6 separate regions of the Mus musculus genome follow, and regions 2, 3, 4, 5 and 6 are each linked to region 1. A link is a contact called in public HiChIP or PLAC-seq and promoter capture Hi-C data. All regions are on one chromosome and are shown on one strand. Each heading gives the region's core, a stretch centred on a gene start, on an enhancer-like site or on the middle of the called end of the contact. The rest is flanking DNA. Distances are from core to core; before and after follow the strand shown.

Region 1 (3,813 bases), core at 1,001-3,500:
CTTTCGAAAGCCTCAGAGGGTAGCCTGAATCTGCTTTTCCCCTCCGTCATGGACCAGTGTCTACCTGTGCCTGGCCCCACTACCCCCACTGTGTATTCACTTGAACGGTAGAGCAACTACTGGTACCCAGACATGCACCAGTTCTGTGTCCATTCCAGCTGCCGTGCTAAAATATCACAAAGCAACTTGGGTAAGAAAGGGTTTATTTTAATTCACAAGTTCAGGCTACAGACCGTATTTTGGGGGTATGTCAAGCTGGCAGGAACTTGTGGGAGCGGATCATAGCTACAAGCAAGGCAGAGAAAGAATAAACACTTGCCTACTGTCCAGCGTCCTTCCTCCATACCTACACCATCCAGGACTCACTATCAGAGAGGAGCATGGCTCACCATGAGCTAGGACTTCCCATGAATCAACTGACAAATAAAGGCATTATCTGACAGATGTACGTACAGGGCAGTCTCATCTAGACATCAATCCCTCATCGAGATGTTATTCCTTGGGCATTCTAGGTTAAGGCAAATTAACAATTTAAAAGTGACTAGCTTAGCATCTCTGACCTTTTAAACAAGGAACCTTGCTTATGACAACTAGGTAAAATAATCTCCTCACACACACACACACACACACACACACACACACACACACAGAGAGAGAGAGAGAGAGAGAGAGAGAGAGAGAGAGAGAGAGAGACCCACAAGGTCAAAAATGTCTTTAAGGCAAATAGATGAAGTGGCTTTCTGGTCTCACTTCCTAGGAGCCTTTTTTATTGCCGCTATACCAGTCTCTATATGGCAACCCAAACAGCAGCCCCTTGGCCCTGGAAGATAGAAAGGTAAGCCCAGGTAAGGCAGAAGTTCTCACACAGGGACCAGGCATCAGAAAGTGAGCACAGATGCTCTATCCAACTCCCCAAGGGCTATCCCCGATGACAAGATAGAGGCCACAGCTTCCAATACAATGACAGGAGCAAGCATCACATGACAGCATCTCCCTGCCTGAATTCATGCCCAGAAGCTAGGGTTACAGAGCCCCTGTCAGATAGTCAGCCTTAAGGGGCCAGAGTATTTGCAGCCACGTTGCCTGAAAACCAGCTTTTCACAACTTACTAGCTTGAAGATGCCAGCTCCAGTCACTGTCCACAGAGCTAGCAGAGTGGCTGTGGGATCAGCTGGAATTCTTTCCCAGCCTCCCGTGTCCTAGGATAAACTTGTCAGGCTGCATGCATCTCTAGATTGTGTACATTTTTGGCTAGCCCCTTCTACCTTGCAGTTTAGGTCCCATCTGCAAGTCCTGGTTCTACTGTGCAATCTGCTGTTTGATTAGCTGAGATTCTGAGTTCTTCACTTCTTTCGTCTGCACATGGGAAAATCTACCTGAAATTCTTCCTGTCCCTGATGCCTCTGATTCCACAGCTCTCAGGCTGGCAAACTCTCCAGTCTCTGTGTGTCTTCCAGGCTGCATCACGACCCACCCACCTCTTGCTGTCTGCACTACACCACACTGCAATCCCTCCTATCCTATCATCCCTGGTAGGCCCCAGCAACTCCTGAGATTCCTTTAAGGCCGCTAGAGCTGAGAGCATAGTGTCTGGCTTACAGCCAAGTAAGTCATGAATAAATAACCAGGGCGCTCCAGCAGTGTTAGTCTTAGCCTGGCCAGGAAAACCCTCCAAGGTTTTTTCCTTCGTCTCAGGATAGCTGGAAATAGAAGACTGCGCAACAGATCTGAGCCCCAGACCCAAGGCAACAGGTCCTGAGGGACCTGCCTAGAGCAGGTGCTGGGATCCAGTGCAGAGCACCAGTATCTGTTGTGGTCTCAGCTTCCCAGAGGAAGCTCTTTTCCGGGACAGGTCTGGATGTTGGGTTGAATACCTCAGTAGTCATAGCTTTGAGGGCCCCAGGGTTCCGGTACTCTACAGGGACCAGTGCTAGGGACCGGCAGCAGCAGCCTGGGACCGGAGGGTGGCACTCCGGGCTCACGGAGCACCTGCACCCCACCAACATGCAGCATCAACATTCGGCTAACAAAAGAGAGAGCTTATGGGGAAGTAGCACTGCCCGAGGACGCACCAACAGCTCGGATTCGGGGTGAGTGCTCCCTAAGGCCAGAAAACCCACCTACTCCACTTTGCCTTGGCTTACCGACAGTGCCAGCTACGGTGGCCCGTGTGTACCTCGGACTGGCGCCGCCAATTACAGGATCTGCGGGAGCGCTGCAGCTTGCGCGCTCTGCCTCTGCCCTGCACAGTACGTGAGCGCCTCCTCTGGGCAGACTGGTCTCCCTACGCCGGAGAGCCCATTGGCTGGGCCAACAGGGGCCCTGCATCCAGGCCCGCCCCTCAAGCCCCTCCTTTCTCAGTCTCTAGGCTTTCCCTCGCCAGCCAGGTAGGGAAAGTTGCTAGAGCAAGCAAGCTTTGCTGTTGCTGGCCTCAAGTGGCCAAGTGGACGATCTTTCTTCATCCCAGGAGGATTGAGATGCCCCTCAGGGAGTGTGAATAATGCAGTTCAGTATCCTAGGAAGCCAGCTTGGAGAAAGTCACCTGACTTCCCTGGGCCTTAGTAGGAGCTTCTGAGAGACCAGTGAGTCAGCTGTCAGCAAATGTCATAGGAGTACAAGCACAAGGAGCTAAGCTCTTACCCTGGCTGGGGATGGCATGAGGAGGAGTTGGTTACATACAAGTGCACAAACAAAAGATAATGTCAGCTTGCTGTAAACTGATAGAGATGTGTAATGAGAACACAAAAGGGATGTCGGGACTATGCCAGGCCTCTCCATAGAGGAGATTTGTGAGATGAGAATTAAGACTACAAGGTTAAAAGAAATTACAGATTGGAAAATAAGGCAATTGAAAAGCTTAACCAGCACAGAATGGGAGGATATTTGGCAGGTCCCTGTCTCATGTGTCACTTCTATGCCTCAAGGTCCCTCAGAAATTCAAAGCAGGTCTCCTTTAAGGCTCTCTGTCCTCCAGTATTTGGTTTGATTTTAGAGACAGGGTTTCTCTATGTAGTTCTGGCTGGCCTGGAACTCACTATGTAGACCAGGCTGGCCTCAAACTCATAGAGGTCCACCTGCCTCTGTCTCTTGAGTGCTGAGTTAAAAGACACGTGACACCACATCCATTTCTAGCTGCAATATAAAGACCTATAAATGTAGTTATTTAAAAAAAAAACACCACTGGTGTTAAAGGTGCACAGAAAAAGTACTTGGAAAAATGGAAGGGGAATTCTTGCCAGGACAAGAATTCTAAAGAACCTTCCGTTTCTAAGGAAGGAAGGAGTTGGACAAAGGTTTAGAAGAGAAGCCAGGCAAATTACTGCACGAGTACTTATGTTTGATTGCACTATATATAAGAAAAGGTGCAGATTCAATGCAGGGTCAGTGTTTGCTGAGCAGTGCTCAGTATACATCACCAAGGGTTTTTCCATTAATGGTATTCTTCCATCATGCCCTGGAGGTCAGTGCCACTTAGCATTTTTATTTCTGTGCATGAACCTTGAATAATGAAAGAGGCCTACAAACAGTAATCAGCCCCCGGAGAAGCAATCCCTTTGCCCCTACTGTTCTCACCTGAAAGGTTTAAATTCGGAGAAACAGCAGATGATTTCATAAATCTCTGGGTTTGGCCCTGTAGGTTGTACAAGGACTTGTGAGGTAGAAGATGCCAAGTCATTGCTTCTCAACCATCAGCAGCAGCAAGCTGAGCACCAGCTAAAGGATTGCTTTCTAGAAAATGTCATTTATTTTTTACTTCCATATATTTTAAAAATGAGTTACTTATTTTTAATTATGTGTATGTAGGCTTGTGAA
Region 2 (3,864 bases), core at 140-2,639, 1.9 Mb before region 1:
AACTATTAAATGGCCAGGAGCATTGTACACACTCATGTGACACCATCCATCTCCACAATTTTTGTATGTTCCCAAACTGAAACTCATTTAAAAACTGTTGGCATCTTTTACCTCTTCTTCCCATGGGATTTTTCTTACCATTGGACTTGCATGAACTCATTTCCAATTTCAGTGACAAATCCTTTTGTCTTCTACCAACTGTGTGTTTACTATTCATAGAGATTTTTTATAGGTGTATCTAATTTTTTAAAAATTAATGGAATACAACTTTTAGCAATTCTTATGCTTTCTCCGTTGCCATCCTTGAAATCTTTCACCAATCAATGTTATTAATACATTACCTTTTCTTTGGAGACAGGGTTTCATGTAGCCCAGGCTGGCCTCGACCTTGTTAGGTAGCCAAGGATGCCCTTGAATTTCTGGATGCCCTCCTACCTCTAGCTTCTAAATGCTGGGATTATAGGTGTCTGTGCTGCCGTGGGAGGATTATGTGCAATCCTTCGTTTATTCGGTGTAGTGGTAACAAACTCCGTCCCTCTGACGTTTCCTTCTAGTGTTTTGTTAAGGTATATTTCATCGACATAGGATTTAAACATATTTTCCCCCAAACCGTTAATTAACTATTCTAATATAATTTATTGGGTTTTCCCTAAGAGGATCTTGGACCTCATTCTTCAAACTCCCTGAGACAGTGAGGTTGTGATCCTACCACCTCTACATACCAAATGCTGGGATTAAAGTCGTGGGCCCCTACACCCTGTCATAGCAGGAATCAACCCCAGGTGCTCTGGAAGAGCAACCAGTAGTCCTCAATCCCTGAGCCGCCCCTGGGTCCTAAGTCACTGATCAGGTCGCTCCCGTTTAAACCCTTCAATGGTGCTTTACTATTCCCAGGGAGAAAGTCTAACACCTTCTAAGAGTTAACACATTTCAGAATCAGGAAGGCATCTTTTACTGCCCCCTGGCTGTCCTGGAACTCACTTTGTAGGCCAGGCTGGCCTCGAACTCAGAAATCCGCCTGCCTCTGCCTCCCGAGTGCTGGGATTAAAGGCGTGCGCCACCACGCCCGGCTGATGCCTGTTCATTACACGCAGGTACCACCAATTATTTAAGCAAGGACTTTTGCTCTTCTGTACTACACAACATACAAGCAGTTTAGACTGAGTTAATTGAAATCTCTGCTTTAGAAGTTCATGTTGTGACTAATGTGTATTATCGAGTCATTTTTCAGATTAGTTATACAGTTAGAACTACTATACTTTGCCGTATTCAATCATTCTGGGGATACTGGAAATGAGCCTGTCAAGAGGCTAGGATTAGCCCGGCGAGACCTCGGAAGTACACCAGTGGGTGTAGTTTTCCACATCCGGCTCGGTCACTTCCGGGTTCCTCCGCAGGTTAGGCCCTGACCAGGCGGAACCTTTTGAAACGCCTCCCCGTAAACAAGCGCCACGGGGACACCGGAGGAGAACGCACACCACTCTCCGCGTGCTACTTGCTTGGAGCCGCACGGGCGGATGTGAACATTCTGCCGACTTCTTCCTCTACCGTGAATGGAATGGATGTTCTAGCCGAGGAGTTCGGGAGCCTGACTCCGGAGCAGCTGACTGCGCCGATCCCGACTGTGGAGGTAAGTGCCGTGAGCGCAGGCAGCGGAAGAGGTTGGAGACGACTAAGGAGGCGTTGCCGGGAGAGTTTTCAGGATGACGAGGGCGGGTCCCTGGGCTTCTACGCATGCTCAGAACTTCTGCACATGCTCGGAGCTCCGGGTGTGTGAGCTTTTACCAGGTGTGGTTCTTGAGCGTTTGTAGCAGCAAGTACAGATCTCTCAGTAGCGTCCTACGTTTAGAAGCTTAGCGAATGGCTCTCGGGTAAAGCTTTTCTAATTTAAGTGTGCACTGGCAAGAATTGGTCCTTGTGTATTCTCTCAGGAACCAATATCTTCTTGCCGATCTCACCTGGAAGGACACAGAGATCCTGAGAACGTAGGCAATGTTCTTGAGGTCCCATAGCCGGCTTTGGTGCTAAAAGTAAATGGGAATCTCACCCTTGTCATCATTTTCCTTTTACTCCACAGTTTCTTTGGACTGCAGGTTTAGTTTAAGTACCTTGACTATCCCTTCGTCCCCCATTTTTGATCTTGTATTTTCTTAGGGGCCCCTATAGCTTTCATCAGATTCTTAAAAGTTAAAGGATAATTGCTTCACGGTGAACTGCCTAAGGAAGTGCAGTTATTGACATGATTTTGTTTCCTGAGAAGGTATATAAATTCTCACTGAACCTTGACATCTTTGGCACAGAATAGGGACATCTAGGACTGAAGATGGTCGAGGAAGAAATTCAGGCAGAGGAACAGGTTGTACATGACCCCAGACACACCATCAGTTGTTTCAGGGGAACAAATAAATCTAGTGGAGCTAGGGGAAGAGGGCAGTAAAAGATGCCTTCCTGATTCTGAAATGTGTTAACTCTTAGAAGGTGTTAGACTTTCTCCCTGGGAATAGTAAAGCACCATTGAAGGGTTTAATTGGGAGCGACCTGATCAGTGACTTAGGACCCAGGGGCGGCTCAGGGATTGAGGACTACTGGTTGCTCTTCCAGAGCACCCGTGGTTGATTCCTGCTATGACAGGGTGTAGGGGCCCACGACTTTAATCTCAGCATTTGGTATGTAGAGGTGGTAGGATCACAACCTCACTGTCTCAGGGACTTTGAAGAATGAGTTCCAAGATCCTCTTAGGGAAAATACACAGTATTTGTCTTTGTGTTTGGCTTATTTCTCAGTGTTCCCCTACTCCTAATCAACAGGACCTGCAGCCCATGCAGCAAAGGATAGTTAAGAATGTAGCCCAGTCCAAAACTGCAGACTTAACTCCAAGCTTTATGAGTGTTATTTTATTTTACTTTTAATATTTTTGGTATGGCTCTCCAGGGAGAGTTTTGTAGATCACAGCGTCGTGTTACAGTGTTGCTGTAAGGAACCTTCCTCACAATCGTCCTTAATTGCAGCATGAGCTGGAACTCTCGGTGTCTTCCAAATGGGCCACTACACTGCTTTCTGGTCCTTCTGTCTGTGTTTCCCAGCCCTAACTCAGCTTTTGAGCCACGGTGCACTGGCTCACTGGAACCTGCTGTCACCTCATTCACTACCTTAAGCCTCTTCAATGTACCTACCTTTCTTTCCTCACCATGTCTAACTCATAGCAGGCATAGACATCCTCAGTGTTCTCCACCCTGCCAGCTCCTTCAACCCTGTGCGCTTGCACACAGTGGCTCCCTTTATTTGGAATGCCTCCCTCATACAACCACCATGCTCAGTCATGGCAGTATACCTAGCATCTATAATAATCCACCTCACTGCATACTGTTATAGCACCTACCAAGTGTCATTCCATTTGCTTACATGTCGCCCCTATTAAGCTAACGACTTCTGAAGTCAGGAGGCAAGTCTGTTTACTTGTTTAAGTTGCTGAAACACTACCCCATAAGTACTCAGTATAGTCGATTAGTATTTGCTCACCTCATCGATGAATAATAACCAGCCCCAAAGCCTGAGTAACTTTTCCTACCACAGTATAATATGAAGGAAAAATATAATAGAAATGATTAGTTCAAATAAACCAGAGCTCCTGTCTAGAAAGTTGTAGAGAAAATACAAGTTGTGGAGCTGAATAGAAAATAGGCTGAGCTAAAAGGAAATAGCATTTGTTCATTTAACTCAGCACGCGAAACTATTGCTCTAGTAAGTACTGTTCATTACTGTTTATTATCCCACTTACATAGATGGGAATAATCAATATGAGTAAGTGCAATGTCAATTTCTGAGTCTCCCGTGCCATTCTTTGCCTTCTTTGGCAAAGGCAGT
Region 3 (4,176 bases), core at 1,173-3,672, 1.7 Mb before region 1:
AGGATGGCAAACTTTCAGGAAGCTGCGCAAGATGCCACAGCATGTATGTACCCAGGTCAGCCCCTGGGTAGCAGTCTTTAAGACGTTTTCTTTCTTGCTTTTCTTTCTTCCTTCCTCTCTTTCTTTCCTTCTTTCTTTCTTTCTTTCTTTTTTTCTTTCTTTCTCTCTTTCTTTCTTTCTTTCTTTCTTTCTTTCTTTCTTTCTTTCTTTCTTTCTTTCTTTCTTTCTTTCTTCCTATCTGACCTGAAGTGAAAGATGGCACCATTTTTAAGTTCCAGTGTCACTTCTTGACAGTCTTTGATGTTTGTTCACTCCATCATATGACAAACACGCTACACAAACCAATCAGCGTCATGCCTTCTCCCTCCTGTGTCTCTCCAATATAAGCTCAGAGAACCTCTCTGCTCTCAGGCTAAGCAGGGCAGGGATGAGGAAAGCCCTGCTGCGCAGCCTCAGTTGTATTTGTCAAACACCAGCTGGTAGGGGCTGACTCACTGCTCCCCTTTCTCCTGGTCCTTTTCTGCCACCCTTGCTTTGTGAGGGCAGCCCATCACCCACCCTCCTCACACACACATGCACACACACACACACACACACACACACACACACTACTAATGAGTGCAATGCTAGCACCTTCTGCCTAAAATTCTCACCTGCCTTCTACAGATCACCTCTGCCCCACAGGTCAATGGATGCACCTGGCAGAGCTCCCCTTTGACCATGCACCCTGGCATTTTGTCCACAGGGCCAGTGAGGCTTCTAGAAAAAGACGCAGTCATTGATCTCTCACTTGGAACCCACGGGGTTGAGGAGATAGTAGTATTTATCCCCTTAGGCCGCTAAAGCTTTTCATCCACTGCTAGAGAGGGAAAGCTGTGTGCCTGGGGTTGGTGGCCGAGGGCTTCTGGGCACAAGATAGATAGTTGTGTGAGAGAGATAAGAGATAAGAGAGATAACCCGGGTTGGAATTTAGCAGCAGTTTGAGCAAGAAGGGGCAACACACAGAGGCCCGGTAGGGCCTGAGGAGAGCAACGGGGGAGAAACGTCGTTACTCCCATTTCACAGATAAGGAAGCTGAGGCCCAAAAAAGATGAAGGAATCTGCAGAGCCGGGATTCGAACCCTTCTGCCCGTCCGCGCTGCCCCTTCCCTGCATCTCGTGACCTTAACTCGGCACGTGCTAGTCCCTTGCCCCTCACCCACCATTGTCCCACTCGGCGCGGCTCGGGGGGCTACCCGGAGGCCCGAGGTGGGCAGGCCCGGGGTCGCGGGCAAGAAGCGCACCCGGCTCGGCGGGAGGGACTCGGGCGATCCGCCCCTGCGCCGCTGGCGCTGCCTCTGTCCATGGTCAAAGCAGCGGGGTAATCCGCCTTTCTCTTCCGCCCGCCGAGCCCATTCATATTCTAATCACAGCGCGGCCGGCCCGCGAGCGGCCACTTTCCCGGGGCCACGGGAGCCCCCCCTCCACCCCCACTTTCCACTTGCGGTCCACAGGCCCCGGCCCCCTCCCCCTCCCACACTTTCAACTGCGCCGGGGAGGGGTCCCTGGGAAAGCCTCATCCCCAGCTCTGACGCCGGGGCTTCTCACCAACTCCGTTGCTGGCTGTGGGGGACCGAGAGGGTGGCAGAGGGGGGAGCCGGGGGACATGGGAAGAGGGAGGGGCCCGGACGCAGACAGACTGACATACAGGGTTATGGGAAGAGGCGCGGGGGTGGGGGTGGGGGTGAGGGTCCCAGAGACCCAGGGAGAACGCAGAACTAGGGAGAGACAAAGAGACTGGCTGCCAAGGGAGAAACGGAGAGCGAGACAGCGAGGCACGCCGACCTGGAGAGACCCGTGGGGCGAGAGACAAGGGGTACAAAAGTTCTGGTTGACGCAAGCCAGCCTCTCACCCCCTCGCAGCCAAGCGGCCTTCTTGTCCCTCAGACTGGTTATGGGAACCTAAGGCTTCACTTTCCCCTTCCTCAACTTCTACTCCCACGCACGTCCGCGGATCTGCGTGGAAGAAACTCAAGACATACCCCCTCTGCACTACTCCCCGGCCCCTACTCAAAATCTAACTCAAGGCGAAAACGGGACGTGTCTCGAGGGGAGAAAAAAAGGAGTCGGGCCCACTCGTGGACGCACAGGAGACTCCTAGGGCTCGGGTACCTCTGCACCCCCCTTCATGGCTGCACCGCGCGGGGCCCGGGCGCGGGAGGACTGAAGAGGGGGGCAGATCTAAGCCAATTTTGATTTCGTCTATAATGAGTGCCGGGCTAAGGCTGGAGAAGGCCTCTGGAACTTTAAATAAGAAAAACGTTGCTAATGCTATAATAGAAGGGGGAAGTCGGAGGGCTGGGATTGCGTCGCTCTGAGCCCCCCTTTTCGGAGGCGGCTTTTCTTATTCAAAACAGGCCCACAATGGGCTTCACAGTGCGCCTCGCCACGGCCCCATCTGACGAGCGGCCATTCATCAGGCCCGCTGGCCTATCAATGACATTGCTCCCATCGGGGCTCCTATAAAATGATGTTTTTTCCCATGAAACATCCGCAAACATTTTGACGGGTTTGGCTTTGCCCGACTGGATTACTGAGTGTCCCCTCGCTCGCTCGCTCGCTCTCTCGCTCTCTCCTTCAGCTCTAGCTTCCTTCCTTCCCTCGCTTCTTCGCCTCTTTTCTTTCCACTAGTTCTTTCTTTTCCCCTTTTATCCTTTTGCCCTCTCACCCACCGTCTCCCCCTCTCTCTCTCGCTATCCCTTCCTTCCTTATTTCTTCCCTCCCTTCCTCCCTGGGCATCTCTAGCACAGGGGATCCCCAAATATCAGGACTTTTGGGGGGCGTCTGTGCTGTCCATGGGAAGAGCATGCATTGTGGGTTACTGGAGGAACCCGACATGGATTCCACAGGTTAGTCCTGGTGGGACTTGGAGGGGGGTCATTGGAGGGGGGAGGAAGGAGAAGGGACAGGGCGGGGGTCACTTCAGAAAGAGTTGCAGAAAGTTCAGGCGGGGCAACCTGACAGTGGGATCCCAGGAGAGGAGGAGAGCGTGCAGAAGTTTTCGGTCCAGCGCTAAGTGTGTAAGTGGATGCATGGAAGTGTGTGTGAGTGTAAATGCGTGTGTGCGCGTGCGCGCACTCTGAGGCGCGCGCTTTCACTTGGACATAAAGTTGCATAAAGATGCTCGCTGGCTCGCGGCGAGCTCGAGGTGTTTATGCTACTTGCAAGAGCTTTGCGAGCAAGCCGCCCCGCCCGGACCCGGCGGCGGCCCTGGCTTTGGCTAGGGTAGTGGTATGCTTAGGATCTGGGGTGAGGGCCCCGAACGCTCCAAAGGCGGAGGAGGGCGACGGCGTACCGCGTCTCACCGCGCACTGGAGGCTCTTGCTTCTGGAATCTCGCTGCAGGGAGGGAGTGGCGGCGGCGAACCCGGTGGTCCTGGGGCTTTAGTAGCTTTGGGCTAGGAGAGATGGGCCCCTAGGACTGTAGTCTCCCGGCCGCGAAGACGCGACTCACTAGCCTCTCCACAGTGAGGCTGTAACCTTGCAAAAGGGGGGTGGGGGGAGCAGAATGCAGAACATATGAAGAGGCCTGACACTGAGTTTTGTGAACCGGCCTGTAGTTTGAGGGCTGTGTGGTGGACATCAGGCACTAGGGTCGCCACGGTTCACAAGGGAACACACGGAATCTCTTACAACGAAAATGCCCAGCATCTTCTCCAGGCGATCCGTTGGTCAACTTCTACGCCTAGCATCTTTGGGGACCCGCCGCACTTCAAATTCTGTTATTTTTTTCTATGTCCTTTCCATGTAGTGGTTCTCAAAAAAACTTTACTCTCTCCGTTAGGCTCAGTCTCTCCACCAGGCCACTCCAATCCCTGCTGGGCCGCAGCTTTGGAATTTTGAGGGGTGGTAAGACCACAGCCTGGGCATAGGCAGCAGCTTGACTGAAACCTGAGAGAATGTGAGGGCATTGCAGCTGAGCAACAAGTGCCTGCTGGCCTCAGCTGTGCCCTGACACACATTAACTTACTTGCAAATAACACCACAGTCAACTCTGCCCCCACTCCACCCACCCCTAGGGCAGGTTGTAAAAAGATTAAGCTATCTAGATATCTTCCCAGACCTTGTTCTTCTGTACTGGGAGGAAAGTTCCAGGCCTCTCTTGGCCTACATTGCAGACCTGGTGGCTGAGACCGCT
Region 4 (3,845 bases), core at 1,299-3,798, 1.9 Mb after region 1:
GAAATCCTGCCTCTGTCTTCCAAGTGCTGGAATTAAAAGCCTGTGTGACCTTTTTTACTTTAGTTCTTGATGTCTGCTTCGAGATGTCTAGCTCTTGCCTGTATCTGGCCATTATATCAATGGCTTAGAGACAGCCCAGTGCCCACCCCCGCTGTTAAAGAGGTAATAATCAATCCCACATCCCCAGGCACACTTGGGCAATCATGTTTGTTTTGGATTATAGTTCCTACCGATGTGAGGTCCATCCTGTGCCGTGGAGCCCCATAATTCATCACTCCTTAGAGCCTTCCTTGTTAATGTGTAAGCCCCTTTCTTGGAGTGCCTGTGTGTTCAGTATGTCACAAGTGTGTCACCTCATTCAGCTCATTGCTCCACTCTGGTTATCTCCCATAGATAACCAGATTCACTTTAAGGGAATGCCTTAAACTGCATCCGACACAATGGTTCCAGCCTTGCCTCTGACAGACTGGCTGGATCCATATCACATAGTAGCTGGGAGTGAACTTCAGATCTAGGAAAAGCATAGCTATTACGTCCTCAGGAGGGGAGCAAGGACGAGAAGAGCTCAATCTTATACACGTCCAAGCGAGTGGATTGTGGTTCATTAATGAGAGAAGGGACACAGGTGCTGGCACCCAGGACTGAGATGTGCTCTGAGGAACCATTCCAAGGGTTTTTCAGGGACACAAGGCCAACTACTAAAGTCTTCTTCAGGGCTGGAGAGATGGCTCAGAGGTTAAAAGCACTGACTGCTCTTCTAGAGGTCCTCAGTTCAATTCCCAACACCCACAGGGTAGCTCACAACATCTGTAACGGGATCTGATGCCCCCTTCTGGTGTGTCTGAAGACAGCTACAGTTCTCTGTCTCTCTGTCTCTGTCTCTGTCTCTGTCTCTCTCTCTATATATATATGTACACACACACACACACACACACACACACACACACACACACGCACATATAATCTTTAAAGTCTTCCTCAAAGGACACAGATACCCAGATACCCGTCATTTAACATGGAAATGTTAAAGAGGATCAAGCTGTTGTGAGGCTATGCCAGTACCTGGCAAATACAGAAGTGGATGCTCACAGTCACCTATTTGATGGAACACAGGGCCCCTAATGAAGGAGCTAGAGAAGAACCCAAGGAGCTGAATGGGTCTGCAACCCTATAGGTGGAACAACAATATGAACTAATCAGTACCTCCCCTACCAGAGCCGTGTCTCTAGTTGTATATGTAGCAGAGGATGACCTAGTCGGCCATCAATGGGAGGAGAGGGCCTTTCTTTTGAAGATCATATGCCCCAGTACAGGGGAATGCCAGGGCTAAGCAGCAGGAGTGGGTGGGTTGGGGAGCAGGGTGGGGGGAGGGTATAGGGGACTTTGGGGATAGGGTTTGAAATGTAAATGAAGAAAATATCTAATAAACAAAAAAGGAGGATCAAGCTGTTGTCCCAGCTGTGGATAAAGGACCCTCAGGAAAGACGGAGACTAAGTAGGAAACAAAGTAATAAATAAGGGCAAGAAACTTCACAGGTTTTGACAACTTGAGGACTCTGACTTTAGAGGCACCAGGTCCAGAGGAGTATGAGGCAGGTCCATCCTAAAGGTGCTGCTGTTGGCACAAGGGGTCCAGGGTTGCTTTTACGCCAATGACCTACTGGTGTATCTCCACCAGTTTAAACCTCCATTTTCTTTCATGGAAAAGAAATTTTAGCTGTTAGAAATGAGCCCCCTGTGGTGGTGAAGACTTTTAAATCCCAGCACTAGAGAAGCAGAAGAAGGTAGACTTGTGTATACCACCCTAGACTTCAGGCCAACCTGGGCTACATAGGGAGATCCAGTCTCAGAGACAGAGAGGGGGAGAGGGAGGGAGGGGAGGAGCCAGGAGTTGTTGGGAAGAGAAATAAGTGAGCGGTTTGCCACATGCCTGGATCTACTTACAATAAATGGTATCTTAGGAACTCTCCTTGTCTGAGTGTCACCAAAGAAGGCTCTCCCCAAGATTTTATCCCATACCCCAGGTCTAAAGGTGCCACCAGCTGTCTAGCTGTCTGCTTGATGCGCGGCTCTGAGCACTGTTTCTCATTAAAGGCAGAACCCACACGTGCTTCCTGACTCTCTAAACTTGCCCGGGGATCCCAGAGATTATCTTGTCACACCTTTCCACTACCTCAAGAATTTCCACTACCCATGCCTGGCTTGCACGCCTTCCCTCCCTCTCAGCTCACCTGGTCCCTCCCTCACGCTCCTCTTGCCCCTCACCTGATATAGGGGAGAAAGGGGTTGACGTGCCCAGAGAGCACCGCGACCACGTAGGAGATGATGAAGGCTGCGGACGACCAAGTCACCAGGAGGAAGGGGACGAAAGCCATTCCCCTGAGGAAGCACAGCATCGCGGTGAGAGGGCGCTGAGCTCGTCGGACCAAGAAGCTGGCTTGCTGCGGACTGCCTGGAGGCGGTGGCCAAGACACAGACAGCTAACGGCGCGGCGGGACAGAGACTCCGGGACGGCCGGGACAGGCCCAGCCCCGGAGGGAGGGAAGCGCTCAGAGACCCGAGGGCGGAGGGCGGACGGGCAGCCGGGTGGGTGGGGCGCGGGCGGTCCTGGCTTGTTGCGAAACCGGTGAAGTCACAAAGCGGCAGCCTGGTCCCGCGGAGCTAGAGCGCGCAGCCACCTCCCCGCCCACGCCACGCCACGCGGGACCGCTCGGCTTCCTTTCGCTTTTGCTTGATACAGCGACGGGTGGGTGCGGCGGGAGACGCGGGACCCCGCGAGGCTGGCCAGCTCTTGGGCAAGTCCCGCCAAACTGGCTGGATTCCCAGCTCCTCCTTCCCTTGGGGGTTTTTCCTCTGAGCCTCTCTCTCCAGCACCCACTGAGCTTCCTTCCAGAGCCTTGGCCACCAGTGATGCGCACCCCATCGGGTCCCGCTATGGGTTCTGGGGTTCAGGCAAAGGGGCTCAGTGGTGTTTGGGCCACTGGGCATGGACGTCACATACACCTTTGTGATAAGCAGCGGGAAAGCCAAATCGCATAGTAACCAGGCCTGATAGCACAAGTCTGTCATCCCTGCTGCCTGGCTACTAAGGAGGCTGAAGCAGGAGGATCACAAGTTCAAGGTCTGAATTCGCAGCTTAGTGAGCCGCCCTCTAAAGAGCTGGAAATTTAGCCCAATGGTAGAGCACTTGCCTAGAATGGACAAAGGATCTAATTCAGGCAAGTGACAGAAAGGGTTGGATCCAGCCCTGGCCCACCCACCAAAAGCTACTTGGAGTATATATCTGTTCCCACCAATTCTACTTGGAGTATTTATTTCCTAGCAGCAAGACAAGATGACTTGATCCATTTCAGATCCACCCAGCCAGACACCACCTAAACCAAACCAATTGGTGTTCCTGAAGCACTGGCCAGCTCTGCGGGTCTGAGCTATAGTTTGGGAATTCTGAGCCCACTTTTGGCCATAGATGACCTAATACAGGTTCATCTCAGCCACATAAATGTGCCTTGTGTGCCATACCATGCTAGGGAATAGCCTACAGGGATTGTGAGTTCCTGTCCTGACTTCCTTTGGTGATGAACAGCAATGTGGAAGTGTAAGCTGAGTAAACCCTTTCCTCCCCAACCTGCTTCTTGGTCATGATGTTTGTGCAGGAATACAAACCCTGACTAAGATACAAGGTAAAGCTGTATACCCAAAGACAAATGCAGACTACTTAAGGGATTTTTGTTAATTACAATGAATATGCTAATTTTGAGGAAAGCCAGCATAATGATGATTCATTTCAATTGCCAACTTAATGATATTAGGAGATACCTAGAATATTAATGTAACACACCATGGAT
Region 5 (4,347 bases), core at 231-2,730, 1.4 Mb before region 1:
GAACTCAGGACCTTTGCAAGAGCAGTGAGTGCTCTTAACCACTGGGCCCTCTCTCCATTATTATAGGTAAGGAAACTGAGACAGCAAGAACTGACTGGGGTCAGATCTATAAGAAATACTGGACTACCTGTACTTGTAGGTTCAGAAGGAGCCAAAAGCTCCCTGGTACCTTCATTGGTTTATGAAACAGAATATACCACTGCTTTGAATTATAGCCTTAATTACTAGCAAAACTGTAAGTCAATTTGGAAAGAAAGTTATAAAGTTCTGCATTGTAATTTTGCCCAGGGTTCAATCTTGAAATCACCTATTAAAATCCTATTAAGAATTCAGGAGTCTATGACAATAAAAGATTGGTACTCAGTTAATACCACAGTTCAAACTCTCCTAATCATCATTCTCTTTTAGTTCTGTAAAACAAGATTATCATAATTTCAGCACAGTGATCTGAATGGACTTAATTCATCGATTTGATAACGGTTAAGCTCTAGTTCATTCTATTTAAGAACTGAACCAAGGTTAGCTCCCTCTCAGGATTTTTTGTTGTTGCTGTTAGCATCCCTTTTCTGAGACTTGATAAACACTTGCTATCCAGTTACACCACGCTGATTACTTTCATTTAAAAATTGAGGTCCCCTGTCCTGTGTATGTTTCCACTTGATAACTAGGTCGTGAAAAGAAAAAAAATCTCACGTTTTGGTATAATTTCTCAGTAAAGCCCCCTTACACCCACAGTCTCTCTTCTTATCTTTCCCAAAAGTGTAGGGTGGACTTATTGTCATTTTTATCTTAAAGATGTTGAGAGTCAAGGAAAAGCTAATAGCAATTATCTAGTCAGGTAGCCATTTCGTCACGTCTCTGCTTCCTCCTCACAGCCTTCCTAGGCAGCTATCACAAGCCCCCTTGGAAGCTCACTGTCCTGTTTCCCATCTGAAGCAGAGGCAACGCTGAACCCAGAGGACTTCCCAGACAGCATCTTCTTAGGCTGCTCAATACTTTACAGGACCCCACCAGGGATCCCCCCTCCCCCCAAGGCTGGCAAGAACGTGGAGGGGCCCTGACGAAGCCCTAGTTAGGAAGTGACAGTTTTCCTCCCTCTCCAGTTCAATTCTCACATCGATGAACCAACCTTCTTTCGCTACCAAAATTCAAGGCCCCCTGAAAGGCCTTGGGCATCCGCTGTGTGATGAGGGCGAACCTGACATGTTTACGCTCAAGGACTCCAGGTGGACCAACAACAACAACAAAAACCCCACACAAATTAGCAAGGCCTCGCCTCACCCTATCACTCGGTGACACAGGCTCGCAGAGCGCCCTGGGGAGAGCGACTGACAGAGGCCCTGCCCGTCACTCCCTTAGGGCAGCAGCTAAAGGTTGAAGCCCCTGGGCGAAGGAGAGGGAGACACCGGCGAGCATGCCGCCCTCCTCAGGGGAGAAGTTCTAAACCCCCATAACCGTTAGTTCCCTCGAGCCCGGAGAGTGGCCGAAGACTCGGGCGAGGCCGGAGGCGCGCGCCTCGCCGGGGCAGCGCCCCCTCGCCTGCTCTGATTGGGTGGCCGGGGCGGAGGGGGCGGGGAGACCCTCCGGATGAGGCGCGCGCGCAGGCTGGCCGGGGGCTGCTGGGAGGGCTGCGCGCGCCGAGCGACCGGTGGGCGCGGGAGGTGGGGGGGCGGAGGGCCGGGGGCGCGAGTGCGCGTGCGCGTCGGAACCCGAGGCGCGGGAGGAGGCGGGAGCTCCGGAGGCTGCGGAGGGGGCGGGTCGCGTCAGGCGCCACGTCCGCAGCCAGAAGCCGCCGCTGCCGCCGCCGCCGCCTCGCACCGACCTCGCACCGAGAGTCTTCCGACTTCTGAGCCGGAGAAGAGCATCTAGGTCGCGTAAGCCACTCCCGGGCCGCATCAGGGCCTCTGCTGCCCCGGCCGCTTCTGCTGTTCTCCGTGCCACCGCTCCCTCCGCCCGGCCGCAGCTCCCGGCCTCGACCCCGCGGTGAGTGAGTGTGTCCCATGGCTGGGGCGGGGGCGGGAGGGTGTCGTCGGCCTGAGTGGCCGCACTCCGGGCCCTTTCCCGTTAGCCTCATCTGCACCTCACCTGCACGACCCCGGGGCCTGGCCGCTCCAGCCTGGCCCTTTGCGGGGGGACACTGAACGGGAGGGGGATGGGCGGGAGTCGTTGGGGGGCGTACGGAGGTATGGGGTTACCCCAGTGGGTCCACGAGTTTGTGGACGCGGTGTCTGCAGTTGAAGGGAGTCGCTCTGGAAGCCTGGGTCTGACCTCTTGCCTTGAGTGTCAGGCTGGTGCGGAGGAGGAGATGGGGCATCCGAGGAGGAGCCCAGCTTCCTTGCCCCACTTAACTTCTGACCTGTTGATAAACGGTCCCGGTGGGTTCAAGTACACAGGGCTTGGCTCCAAGCGGAGATTCCCGCTGCTCTTCCTAAATCGGGAACTCCACTCCCACGCCTGTTCTAAGCCCGCAGGTGTGGGAATGAAGAGGGGCGCTGGCAGTGTCAAGGAGTGACTGGGGAGCAGGGGGGAAGGAGTCCTGGAGCAGCCGCCAGTGCAGTCACTGCCGACCCCAAGCTCAATCCAAAACCGAGCCTGCCATGCACAAGCAGCATCTAGTCTAGCCCCGGAGCTGCCACTCGGGATCAAGTTGGATCGTCTCTCTTAAGCCCGTCTTATATTGGAATTCCGCAGGAACTAGGGTGTGCTGGATGGACAACGAAGGGGCGGAGGAAGGAGGTGTCCAAGCCAGCACCAGCCTCTAGGGTCATTTTCTGCCTCTCCTGCCACGTCACTGCTCTGCTCAGGGGAAAAAAAAAAAGACTTGCTTGTGCCTAAAGGTGGATCAATGAGGGGGAGCTAGGGCTGCTGGGAAGAGTTAGAAACACCTAGACTAGGAAGCGAAATCTTACTTGATTGTGTCTTTTGTATCTTGTGAACGCTACTAATCCAAAAGGAAACATTGTGGGTATTTGTATCTGCTATTGGTTAGTGCTTAAAACTTCTAGTTGTTGCCGCTCAAGGGCTATCACACTAACAGGTAAGTATGTTTCCATTCTTGCTTTAGCAACGCTTAATACACATCTGCTTTCATTTTTCACTTTCATTTTTTTTTGTATAGCAGCACTTATACCAGAAACTAAGTTCAATGAAAGCATCATTCGAAAAAAGTTCAATGAAAACATCATTCGAAAAGTTTAATTGATTTTAACATATAAATTCAAAAGTGTTTGATATATATATGTTTATATTCGGGGAAAATCTTGACTTTCCCGTTTCCGTCCTTGAGTCTTTACCCTTTTCCTACATTCTGATGCTACTGGACCAGATGACATACAATTAAGAGTACGGTCTTTATGTTCACTCATTGTCTCAACAAGATGTGGCACAAAGTAGGAATGGCAGCATCTATTGAACAAATTAAGTGTATTTTAGTGAGGATGACAGAAGTACTGGTTTTCTGGCTTGGCAGAATATTTTAATCCTATTTCATGTTTCTTTAAGAAAAATACTTAAAACTATTTTGACAGTCTCGATTATTTGTCACTTTGTGTGGGATTTTTTGTTTGTTTGTTTGTTTTGTTTTTTTCTGTGTAGCCCTGGCTGTCCTGGAACTCACTTTGTAGACCTGGCTAGCCTCGAACTCTGAAATCCGCCTGCCTCTGCCTCCCAAGTGGTGGGATTAAAGGCGAGCACCACCACTGCCCGGCCGTGTGGGATTTTAAAACTTTCATTGATAAATTTTTCTTTGTTGCCAAACTCAGTGCTTTTCTTGTAGTCTATTTGCTGTTAATTTAGTTGGCGGGAGCTACCTTTTATACAAGCAGTGATCAGCATTGTTAGCTACAGAAGCATAAAACCCAGCAAGGTGATGTCTTGCTGTGCATTGCTTGCTAGTATATGTGTAGTTTTGAAACTCCTCAAAGTTAGTTGGCAAAGGAATGAAGACATGCTATTTTCCACGTAGCCCATGCAGAAGAATTCCCTCCCTCCTTCTTCTTAGATAGATTCTCATTCTAGAGCCTGGGCTGGCCTAGACCTCCTAAGTCTTGCTGTAGCTTCCTGAGAGCTGAGATTATGGGTGTGAGCCACCATGCCTAGTTTAGTCTTTTTCTTATACAAGAAGCCTGTTACTTGTGTAACAAATGTTTAAAGTGACTTTGAAGGTAAAGTGTTACACACTGTACACACTGTATTTTGTAGTTGAGCTTTTTACTGTTAACTTACTTGACTTTAGAGAGGTTATACCCTGAGGCTTTTTAAAAAAACATATTTTTAGATCTTGTTTTCTTTGTGGCCCCAAATTAAATTTGTATATAAAATGTTACTGAAACTCACAAATGACATTTC
Region 6 (4,277 bases), core at 870-3,369, 1.1 Mb before region 1:
AATAAAATAGCTCACATTTTTTGATATGAGTGGTTTGTTAGTTTTGATTTTGTTATGCGTGACAACATAAGAGGTAAACTTTAGGAAGATTCTGATATTAGAGAACAGGAAAGGGAACGTGTTGCTATGGACGTGTATTAGGATGGAAATTACAGGATGACATGGGATATGCAGGATGAACGGCAGGGAATCCACAGCTGCCTATGCCCCACCCCCATCCTTACTGAGATTTGAATGACAAACAAAAATGATAGGCATTTAAGGTGTACTATGTGGTGTTTATTATATGTATTGTGAATAATTACCATAATCAAGAAAATTAACATACCTCTCAACCCATACATCTGACCTTTTCCTCTGCCTGATAAGAACACTTACAGACAACTTCCTACCGACATCATCATTCACTCTAGATGCCACCCTGCATGTATGTAATGTCTCTAGAACTGTGGAACACATCATCTGTAAATATAAGTCTGTGTGCTGAACAATCCCCCGCCCCTGTCTGCACCCAGTTACCATCGTACATTCTGGTGCTACTGTGTGATTCTTTTTAGAGTCACACAATAAGTGAGACACTCCCCTTAGCAGGATGATACTGTCCAGATTAGCCATTTGTTATACATGGTGAGATTTCCTTCTTTTTGAAGTCTGAACAATATTCTCTCTTAGCGATTGCAAATAATGCTTCAATGAACAGGGAGAGGGGAGTAAATAGATCTTTTAAATAGTGGCTTTATTTCTGTTTGGTAAAGATCCAGATGTGGGATTATTGGATCACATGGTAGTTCTAATTAGTAATTTTTTGAAGATCTTCGGCATTATTTTCCATAATAGCTATATCAATTTCCCTTCTCACCAATAGAGTACACTCTTCTTTATCCTCCACACCCTTGTTGATGCTTGTAATCTTTTGACTTTCTGATAATCGCCATCCTAACAGGCATGAGCTGGCAGCTCCTTATGGTTCTGATTTGCAGTTACCCTGATGGCCAGTGATGTTGAGTGTCTTCTCACATCCCTTCAGCCACAGTTGAACGTTCAAACCAGCAGTTCAAAGCACGTCCTTCCCTTGTCGACTCATACATTTACCACAACTCCCTAGCCCAATGTGGGATCCAGACAAATAAATAGATAGTAGCAAGCCAGCGTGACAAGGGCCCAGAAATGTGAAGCCATCGAAGAGGGTGGGGTGGTGGAAACACCCAGGATAGTTTTGGGAGATCAGGGTGGGCTTCTTGTAGGAATAGGATTGTGTAAGGGAGGTAGGAATCTTTGAATGAATAAGGTTTTTCCTAAGGTAGGTAGAGATAGACAAATAGCCAAGCAATGATGCTGTTAGACACAGAAATGCAGCAGACACACACATATATTTTGTATCTTTCTTTAGCTGAAAAGAATATTCTCCTGTGCACAAATTTAAGTTTGAGCAGTCTAGAGCATTGTCCACCAGAACCACAGAGTGGCCGGAACACACACACACACACACACACACACACACACACACACACACACACACACCCTGGAACTTAAGGGTAGATTCCTGTCTGCCGAACAAACCTAGAAAGTCCTGGTGACAGGTGGTTTATGGCTAGAGATTCGCTTCCCAGTGGCAATTATCAGTCTCCCCCTCACTACTTTCCTGTTTTATTTCCTTCCATGCTGGAGCAAACCCAGGCTGAGAAGCGGCACCCGCCTGAATTAGTCAGGGTGCCTGAAGAGGGAGGAGAAACGTGCATCTTGTATGGGCTGGTGGGAGGGAAAGAGAAATCTAAAATGCCAAAGCAGAAAGTAACCCTCGGACAAACACTTTATGAACCGCAGAGTGGAACAAATAACGATATAAATGATATTTTTGTCGATAGTTCGAAAGCAGAAACTAGGGAAGCTACAGTTGCAGGATGACTGTTCTTCTCCAGGCTTCCACCTAGGCCGCGGATCCCTCCTAGCTGCAGCCCTGGTCAAGGCCTGGGGGGGCGTGTCTGAGGGGCGGGGCCGCATGGAAGGGAGGAATAAAAAAAAAAAAAAAAAACCTAAGTAATTAGCATCCCCCGATTCCATTGGCTCTTCGACGGCCCTGCTTTGCATGCGCCCGCCCTCTGACTGCTTGGTTTGCTGGGGCTCAGCAGGGTTTTGCAGCCGCCTGGCTACAGCGCTTTAGTGCGGGGCGGGAGCTCAAGAGAACCGCGGCCCGGATCCCGGAGCCGGGGGAGCCCGTAGCCCGCCGAGCTGCGGCGGCCGTATCTGGGGCGATCTAGGTCCTATCGACACTGTGGCCGGCTCTCGGAGGCTTCTGCATCCGTCTGGTCCCAGGGAGGAGAGGACCAGACACTTTTATTTTGGATGAAAGGCGCGGGTCCTGGCGGGAGCTTCCTTCCCGGCCTGGCTCGCGGCTCAGTGCGCCCTCGCTCTGGCCCCGACTCCAGAAGATGACTTCAGGTTCCGCCGTGTATCTTCCCGTGGTGACGGCTCGGGGAGACAGGCGAAAGTAGTGACACTTGCTGGCAACGCCAGGTGGGAAAGTGAGCCTAGGCGACGTGGAGCCCCGCTGTCCCCGAGGACCCCGGTGCCCACAGATCCTTGCCTTTCCTTCCCCTCGGCTCCACGGCGGCTGCAGCATGAAGTGGCGCAGCGATGGCCAGGAGAGGTAAGAAGCCTGTGGTGCGAACGCTGGAAGATCTGACGCTGGACTCGGGTTATGGTGGCGCGGCGGACTCTGTGCGCTCCTCCAACTTGTCTCTGTGCTGTTCTGACTCTCACCCGGCGTCCCCGTATGGCGGGAGCTGCTGGCCGCCTTTAGCTGACTCCATGCACAGCCGGCACAACAGCTTTGACACCGTCAACACTGCCCTGGTGGAAGACTCCGAGGGGCTGGACTGCGCCGGTCAGCACTGCTCGCGGTTGCTGCCGGACCTCGACGAGGTCCCCTGGACCCTCCAGGAACTGGAGTTGCTGCTGCTGCGCTCGCGGGATCCCCGGGCAGGCCCAGCGGTCCCCGGCAGCCTGCCCAAGGACGCGCTGGCCAAGCTCTCGATGCTGGTAAGCCGGGCTCTAGTGCGCATCGCTAAAGAGGCGCAGCGCCTGAGCCTGCGCTTCGCCAAGTGCACCAAGTACGAGATCCAGAGTGCCATGGAGATCGTACTGTCCTGGGGCCTGGCGGCTCACTGCACCGCTGCCGCGCTGGCCGCGCTGTCCCTCTATAACATGAGCAGCGCTGGCGGCGACCGCTTGGGCCGTGGCAAGTCGGCGCGCTGCGGCCTCACCTTCTCCGTGGGCCGCGTGTACCGCTGGATGGTGGACAGCCGCGTGGCGCTGCGCATCCACGAGCATGCCGCCATCTACCTGACCGCCTGTATGGAGAGTCTCTTCCGGGACATCTACTCGCGGGTGTTGGCCTCCGGGCTACCTCGTAGCTGTAGCGGTCCTGGCCCTGGCTCCAGCTCCGGTTCTGGCCCAGGCCCCGGCTCAGGCCCCGGAGCCCCTGCAGCGGATAAGGAGCGCGAGACTCCGGGAGGGGGAGCGGCGAGCGGTGGCCCTTGCAGCGCAGCCAGCAGCGCCAGCGGGGGCAGTAGTTGTTGCGCCCCGCCAGCCACGGCGGCGACCGCAGTCCCGCCAACCACAGCCACCGCCGCCGTCGCCGCCAACCATCATCACCACCACCACACGCTTCACGAAGCGCCCAAATTCACCGTGGAGACCCTGGAGCACACGGTCAACAACGACTCGGAAATCTGGGGGCTCTTGCAGCCCTACCAGCACCTCATCTGTGGGAAGAACGCCAGTGGTAAGTGGCTCTGTCAACTCCGGGTTCAAGTTTGCCTCTCGTCCCCCTCCCGCGTCTCTCTGGCCACTCGCGCTCTCCACGGCCTTAGAGGTAGGGGCCAGAGTGGAGACAGCCAGGAACCCGTAGGTTCACTCCTGAGCTTGGGATCCGCGTGGTTGACACTGGTAGTAATGTTCCCAGAGCACACAGGGTTCCGCCCCCTTTGTGCAGGGCCAGGAGGTTGCTGCCTCCCGCAAGACAGGAGCAAAATCCAACACCCTTTTTATTTTACATTTAATTTAGTATGTTGTTTTACTCGGATCTGGCTTGAGACGTTTGAGTCTCGTGAATAGCTTCTAGAACCCTGTTGTGATCTTTAAGGGGCCACATTCCAGTACCCACGAGTTGGGCTAAGATCTGGAGGAGGCAGGTTCACTTGTCTGCCATGCAGTTCTCTCGCTTGCCCCAGGCCCTTTGGGGTCGCTGTGGATGCGCTAGGAAGGCATGGCTGAGG

Evidence for each region. Promoter capture Hi-C pulls out the DNA fragments that hold promoters and counts their contacts. HiChIP or PLAC-seq counts read pairs in DNA pulled down with a chosen protein or histone mark.
Region 2: a promoter capture Hi-C map of liver shows a contact between it and region 1, with 4 times the contacts expected there. The contact joins the promoter of Polr3b here to the promoter of Syn3 in region 1. A contact is called at or near these places in 2 of 39 promoter capture datasets (hippocampal neurons and liver).
Region 3: a contact with region 1 is called in a promoter capture Hi-C map of liver, with 5 times the contacts expected there. The contact joins the promoter of Rfx4 here to the promoter of Syn3 in region 1. A contact is called at or near these places in 2 of 39 promoter capture datasets (hippocampal neurons and liver).
Region 4: a promoter capture Hi-C map of liver shows a contact between it and region 1, with 3 times the contacts expected there. The contact joins the promoter of Dram1 here to the promoter of Syn3 in region 1. A contact is called at or near these places in 4 of 39 promoter capture datasets (embryonic stem cells, hippocampal neurons, liver and 1 more).
Region 5: a promoter capture Hi-C map of liver shows a contact between it and region 1, with 3 times the contacts expected there. The contact joins the promoter of Fhl4 here to the promoter of Syn3 in region 1. A contact is called at or near these places in 4 of 39 promoter capture datasets (the 3T3-L1 cell line, hippocampal neurons and liver).
Region 6: an HNF4G HiChIP or PLAC-seq map of pancreatic cancer cells shows a contact between it and region 1. The contact joins the promoter of Btbd11 here to the promoter of Syn3 in region 1. A contact is called at or near these places in 3 of 39 promoter capture datasets (liver, pre-B cells and stem cell-derived epiblast-like cells) and 1 of 115 datasets of contacts at active chromatin or transcription factors (pancreatic cancer cells).

Annotation. Positions count from the first base shown.
Region 1 is chr10:86,496,646-86,500,458 of GRCm38.p6, forward strand. It overlaps Syn3 (synapsin III), which reads right to left and starts at 2,251. Exons shown (of 14, transcript NM_013722.3): 1 at 2,145-2,251.
Region 2 is chr10:84,620,909-84,624,772 of GRCm38.p6, forward strand. It overlaps Polr3b (polymerase (RNA) III (DNA directed) polypeptide B), which reads left to right and starts at 1,390. Exons shown (of 28, transcript NM_027423.2): 1 at 1,390-1,630. The coding sequence starts at 1,559. Gm17249 (a long non-coding RNA gene) reads right to left here and starts at 1,737. Exons shown (of 2, transcript XR_380645.4): 1 at 1,289-1,737; 2 at 1-550.
Region 3 is chr10:84,753,626-84,757,801 of GRCm38.p6, forward strand. Rfx4 (regulatory factor X, 4 (influences HLA class II expression)) reads left to right here and starts at 2,423. Exons shown (of 18, transcript NM_001024918.1): 1 at 2,423-2,888. The coding sequence starts at 2,846.
Region 4 is chr10:88,354,527-88,358,371 of GRCm38.p6, forward strand. Dram1 (DNA-damage regulated autophagy modulator 1) reads right to left here and starts at 2,549. Exons shown (of 7, transcript NM_027878.2): 1 at 2,266-2,549. The coding sequence starts at 2,396.
Region 5 is chr10:85,101,015-85,105,361 of GRCm38.p6, forward strand. It overlaps Fhl4 (four and a half LIM domains 4), which reads right to left and starts at 1,481. Exons shown (of 2, transcript NM_010214.4): 1 at 1,282-1,481. Tmem263 (transmembrane protein 263) reads left to right here and starts at 1,613. Exons shown (of 3, transcript NM_001013028.2): 1 at 1,613-1,983.
Region 6 is chr10:85,384,695-85,388,971 of GRCm38.p6, forward strand. It overlaps Btbd11 (BTB (POZ) domain containing 11), which reads left to right and starts at 2,120. Exons shown (of 17, transcript NM_028709.2): 1 at 2,120-3,784. The coding sequence starts at 2,635.